Regions from separate parts of the Hordeum vulgare genome. Here region 1 is linked to region 2. The links are chromatin contacts, called in public Hi-C maps. All regions are on one chromosome and are shown on one strand. The core of a region is the stretch at or near the end of the contact, and the rest is flanking DNA. Distances in the headings are between cores, read along the strand shown.

Region 1 (2,916 bases), core at 165-2,664, 390 kb before region 2:
GACCGTCTGCTTCATAGGCTATCAGACGAAAGGTGCAGCTCCGACTCCGACCAGACGAACGACTCCACCTCCAGCTTCAATTGCGACGCACCTCCGCACGTCAATGCCTACATGGAGGAGGGGCACGACTGTGTCGACGACCGAAAGGGGAAGGGGTTGGTGAGGAAATGGTGATTTCCTTCGCCCTTCCCCCGTTATGTTTATATTTCATCTATGTTTAAGTAGTTTGTAGTATGAATTTGCACTGTCCGTGGTTAAACCCCGATGAATTCTGCTCCTTTCGTCACGCGATGAAATATTGATTCGTGTGTGCTAATCGTATCTTACGTAGTTTGCATGGTTTTAAGGTTTCGAATACGAGGGATAGGATGTGAAAGCCAACATATAAGACATGTTCGGTAAGTGTACGCGGGCTTTTAAGGGCACATATTTGCTATGTCTTGTTGTAAATGCTCTCATAAATTTCCTTTTTGCTATACAATTGACCTACCACGTGAGTGGTGCGAACCCCACGACATAGTGATCCTTTAGCGTTTAAATTTGACTATTTAAAGCTCTTGTTGATGATAGTGTGATGACAACTTTCTCAATGGCGACCACCTTCAAGAACTCATATATCGTGTCTCCAAGTCGCAGCGGCGGCTCTAGGACGTGCAACGAACAATTTGAATGTAAATTATGGACTTTCATGCCTTCGTCGCAAAACACCGTCCCACATAGTGTCGCGCATCCACACGACGGCGCCTATCCGTGCCATCGACCACTGCATGGAAGGGGGGGGGGGAGTCTCCTTTGTCGCCCATATTGGCCCTCCAACGCCAACAAGATCCGACGAGGAGGAGGAGGAAGGGGAAGGATAAGGGCCTAAGGTTGGCGACAGTTAACGCTGGCCCCCATCATCGCACCCGGGGGCGACGCAGGCGAAGAGGGTGTCGATTTTTTTTTCTTCTTTTGGATACTCACTGTTTTGCATCGTGTGTTGTTGGAAGTACTCTCAGCCCGAGTAAATGCATTTGAAGAAAGGATTGCGCACTTGATAGCAACCATCCCTTCACAAGATGAGAAAAGCTACACAAGGAAAAGCAGAGACAGAAAAAACTTTATTTGAAAGACAAGAAGATGCCCTGCCGGGGACGGGTCTCCAGCCCGTCTTCCGCGGGCACACCGTACACGTGAAGACGACCCACACCCGTTCGGCTCGCCGACCCCCGACCCGATCGACCGATGACAGCTCGCAGCGCAACATGCTCCCGGGCCGGGCCGGGCCGGGCCGACCCGCACGTCCAGACGGAGCAGATTCGATCGCGTCGCGTGGAGTGGAGTAGATCCAGCGGCAGCCCCCCCACGCACGCCCGCCAATCACCGCGTGGCCAAATCCCGAGCATTTATTAATTTTCTTTCTCCTCCAGTCTTCTCTGACCCCTCCCTCCCCCCCCCCCTCCCCTGCGCAAGTGCACAGTGGGTCAGTGCCGCGGCGAGCTCCCCCTCCCCCAGCCTCGGCCTCCCCACCCGATCTGGTCTCCCCCCTCCGTCCGCGGACGCGCGCCCCCCGCCGAAACCCTAGCGCTCCGCCGCGCGAAGGGGCGATGGAGCCCGCCCCGCAGCTCAAGGCCGAGCCCTGGCGCCCGCCGCACCGCGCCGGCGGCGGCGGGCGCGCGGGCGAGGCGTCCTCCGCCGTCACGGGCCAGAGCAGCGGCAGCCGCCCGCGGAGGAGGCAGCGGGAGCCCCCCGCGTCCGAGGACGACTCCGCCTCCGCCAGGCCCGTCTCCACCTCCGGCGGCTCCGGCGGCCAGGATTTGGTAGGTTTTTCCTCGGCGTCCGTTGTGATCCGTGTGGCGGGGGCGGGGTCTGGGCTGGTGAGAGGGGAATTCGGGGGCTCGCGCATTGTTGCTCTGCTGCTTGCTGCAACTGAGACTCTTGAGAGTGGCCGCTTCGGACACCAGTCAGCTTGGCGGTGTCGGTGATCTGCTCATGTGCTCGATTCGGCGTAGTTGTGGTTCTTGTAAGTTAGTAGCATGACCGTTTTGGTAAGCTTGGATTGGTTTGGTAACTGTACTATATACGGTTTGTTGGCTGCAGCTAGCATTTGCCGTGTGAGGATGCCTGAATGTAACTAGACTTGGGATGCTGGTTCATAATTTACTAGAACATTCTCTAGAAGTACTGGAAGGTTAACATTATCGATCTCCCTAATTAACAAATCCAAATGCCTTGGGAGTAGGTATCATAAGTGGTGTTTAAGTTTGAGTGTAGACAAGACTCATTTCCAGGTGTCTGAAAGGCACCATTACTCTGTAGCTACCTTTCATCATTATTGTAGTAATAACACACTGTTGATCACAGTGCTAGTTTTCCTATTTTTAGCTAGCCACAGCTTTATTATATCCACGGTGTTGGCCTAGATTCTACTCACTCCGTCTTTATACTCTCCATGTAAGTTTTGTCTCAAATCAAACTTTGCAAAGTTTGACGAAAATTAGGAAAAAATATCAACATTCACAATATCAATTCAATACCATTAGGTGCATCATGGAAATAATTTTCATATCGTACTAGATCTTTAGTGTTGTGGATGTTGGTAGTTTTAAATATAAATTTGGTCAAACTTTATGAAGTTTTTTTTTGCGGATGAAACTTTACTAAGTTTAACTTAAGACAAATCTTACGTCCGGAGTAAAGAAACGGAGGGAGTACTTTTGTCAAAGACATCCTCTAGTGGCTTTCACAGCTCAACTTCTGTCAACTGAAATGATGTATATAATAAGTAGGTGTCATAACTTGGTACTGAACAGTGATCTGTGTACGTACTCTAGATTGGTCCATATCAGTGCTAAACTGCTAATGCCTGTCAGGCTTGGCTCACTGATGTTGACAGTGTATGATTGCTCTGCTCAGTATTCAAGTTAACAAGACTAG
Region 2 (2,937 bases), core at 201-2,700:
GTTAAAACAAAAAATCGTTTCGGCTGACTTACATAGGGACGGCGGGTTGATTACCTAAAACATCAGGGATTTTTAAGAAAAATGTAAAAAACGGTTCGGCTGTGACTAAAAGATGGACCGCGGTTGATTATCTAAAATTGTGAGGACTTTTCTGCAAAATGACAAAAAAACGGTTCGTTCTGAAACTGCGAGGGCTTCTGTAAAATGACCGACGACGCTGACTTAAAATTAAACCGCGGATTAATTACCTAAAACTGCGAGGGCTTCTGTAAAATGACCGACGCCGGACGAGAAGCGCTGCGCGCTTTATTATTATATATATCATATATTATTATTATTATTATTATTAGGGGAGAGGAGATACACCTGTTTTTTCCCCTTTAATCTCTGCTCAAGCACCTGTGCTTTATAGCAGGATAATATTTGCTTTAGCATAAATTCTCGCAAATTGTCGTTGCCTTTCACTCTCACTCTCGTTCAGTGTAGAGACATCTCCATCGTGTATCCACATTCCACCCAACCACAGTAATAAAAGAGAATAATTAATCACAAATCATCAGTACTACCAGAGGCACAATGAACGAGCGCACTTGTAACAGTGCAACGAATTTACACGCAGAGGAAATGGAGACGGACGGAAGATAGCAGGATCGTGAAGCCTTTTTGTTACTGATGGATTCGAGTTACAATAAGCGAATATATTAGATATAGTATCATATATAGCGTGGCAACAACGTGGTAAATATCCTTGAGGAGGCCATCATCGTCTCTTTGTACAGTTGACGCATGCTGATCTGATCTACCCGACGAAGATGATGGAGGGGTCGCAGCAGCACTCGTCGATCAGGCAGCAGCAGCAGAGCGCGGCCAAACTGCATGCACAATGAGAGAGCACAGAGTGAGTAATTTTGCCAATCACTAGCTTGGGGACAGGTGATTGTTAGCCGTGGCCGTGGACAAGGTAATTAAGCACGCACGTACCAGCCCTCGAGGAAGCTGGGCTGGGCTCGCGGCGGCGGCGGCGCGGCGTACTGCGGCGGCGCCATGACCGGCGGCCCCTGGTACGGGCCGCCCTGCCCCTGGTATGGCCCCCCTTGGTAGTAACCTGCATATAAATAACCAGAAACAGACCATCAACATCAAGATGATGAAGAAACGGAACCCGGCCGCATCTTGGATGGATCCTCTTCTGGTTCCTCTCCATAGCAAGCAAGCAAGCAAGCAAGATGAGGGTGAGCTCGCGCGTACCTTGCGCGGGGTAGGGGTAGGCGTACTTGGGATCGCTCATCTTGATCGATCCTCCCCGGAGACGACCAACTCACCGCCCGGTGTACGCGTCGACGGTGACGATGGGGAGAGAAAGCAACTGGGAAGGTGATTGACGATGGGTAACAGTAGTGGAGCAGGTGATATAGCAGCTGGCTAATGGCCGGCGTTTCTGGGCGGCGTGGTGCGTCTACTTATAGCCGGCCGCGCGGTTGGACGTGGCGCGCGCTGGGGCGGGGGCGGGGGGAAGGTGGTAGGGCATGCTGTGTCGGCGGAGGAGACGTGACGTCTCTCTCCGGTGGTGGTGGTTCGGTTGGAGGCCTGACCAAGAGGAAGCATCTCGAAAGCGCGCGAAAGGGGCCGCCGAATCGAACCCCTCGGTAGTAGTACCTCCTTTGCTTTGCTTTGCTTTGCAACGAGGTTTTGGCACCTGATTCCCCCCGGCGCACGGTCACCTTGCGCTGGCCGGCGATCCCCCATCCCATCCCAGCCGTGTGTTCCGTTCCCACTGCGCGCATGCCTTCTCTTCTCCTCTGTTGCGCCGGTGCACGGGCATGGGCAATGGCATGGCGGCCGTGTCGTCCTTGCGTCTTGCGGCTCGGAAAAGGAATTTTCCTTTTCCGTTTTGGGCGGTTGTAGGTCTTGGTTCGGGCACCGGCTCGGTCGCTGCCGACCCCTGGACATAGCATGGCAGCAGGCCATGTGGTGTGGTCAATGCGCGTGGGCGCGCGTGTCCATAGGCGCAGGGCTGGGCGGCGGCCCGGCTGTTCTCCGCTACGCCGCCTTTTTTCAGCTTTCGTTGGGATTTTATTTGGTTTTTTAATACCTGTTGCTCATTGGTCCATTAGAGCTCCGGGTAGGTTTGTATCCGGATAGGTTCAGAGCATGGACAGAGCAAGTACAATAAGGTACAATCAACAGGCTGTAAGGATTAAAATATTATATTTTTGCTGATTTGGATGAGAGAGAAGAGGAGAGAGAAGGGAAACAGGCTCTTCGTGAAGAGCCATATCCAGCCGTGCTCATAGGTGATTTGTGAGAATAAAATGTGGGTCATATATGATAAAAGTAATACTCTTTTATAGATAACTATTGTATAAGTTAGATATAAGATGGCTATAAGACTGCTTATAGCCAGCAGTTGGCTATACTATTAACCATGCTCTTAATAGAAGAGCCGACTGCCGGCTCTATGCCGATGCCATGTCATTTGTAGCCTTCAGAAAATTATTCTCGTACAATAAAACTAGCTGTAACAGTTAGCTGTAGTAATCAATGTTTATATGCATGGAAGAGAGAAAAATGCCACTGATTGAAGGTGAGGAAGTAGTGCTAGCTTTTAGCCTCTGCATGCAGCTCCTTTCTATCGAACATTGTGCTATAGCCGGGCGCTCCATGAATCGCCCGCTGTCTTCTCTCTCTTGTCTTCTCTTCCCTCGAGCTAGATTTTAGGTGAAGTGGAATGGCTTATAGCCAGCTGACTAGACACTATTGTACTTGTTCTTAGGAGTTTAAGTGAAACTCGGGTCTGTTTCCTAGACCCTATATATACTCATGTATACAGTGTGCTTTGTACCCGATCTATTCTCACCTCTATGAAAAACTAGAGGGCTCCATAAATAAAACCAGATAAAAACTGATTGATCTGCGTGCCATGGCGACCAAGCCGGC

The links. Hi-C and Micro-C count contacts between places; a contact is called where the count stands out from the background.
Region 1: a Hi-C map of seedling shows a contact between it and region 2, with 4 times the contacts expected there. The contact joins the promoter of LOC123452799 here to the promoter of LOC123398944 in region 2. A contact is called at or near these places in 2 of 6 Hi-C or Micro-C datasets (leaf and seedling).

What each region holds. Positions count from the first base shown.
Region 1 is chr5H:551,341,534-551,344,449 of MorexV3_pseudomolecules_assembly, reverse strand. LOC123452799 (transcription factor BHLH089-like) reads left to right here and starts at 1,414. Exons shown (of 6, transcript XM_045129517.1): 1 at 1,414-1,799. The coding sequence starts at 1,587.
Region 2 is chr5H:550,952,843-550,955,779 of MorexV3_pseudomolecules_assembly, reverse strand. LOC123398944 (cysteine-rich and transmembrane domain-containing protein WIH2-like) reads right to left here and starts at 1,450. Exons shown (of 3, transcript XM_045093386.1): 1 at 1,249-1,450; 2 at 982-1,105; 3 at 643-872. The coding sequence starts at 1,288. The coding sequence ends at 800.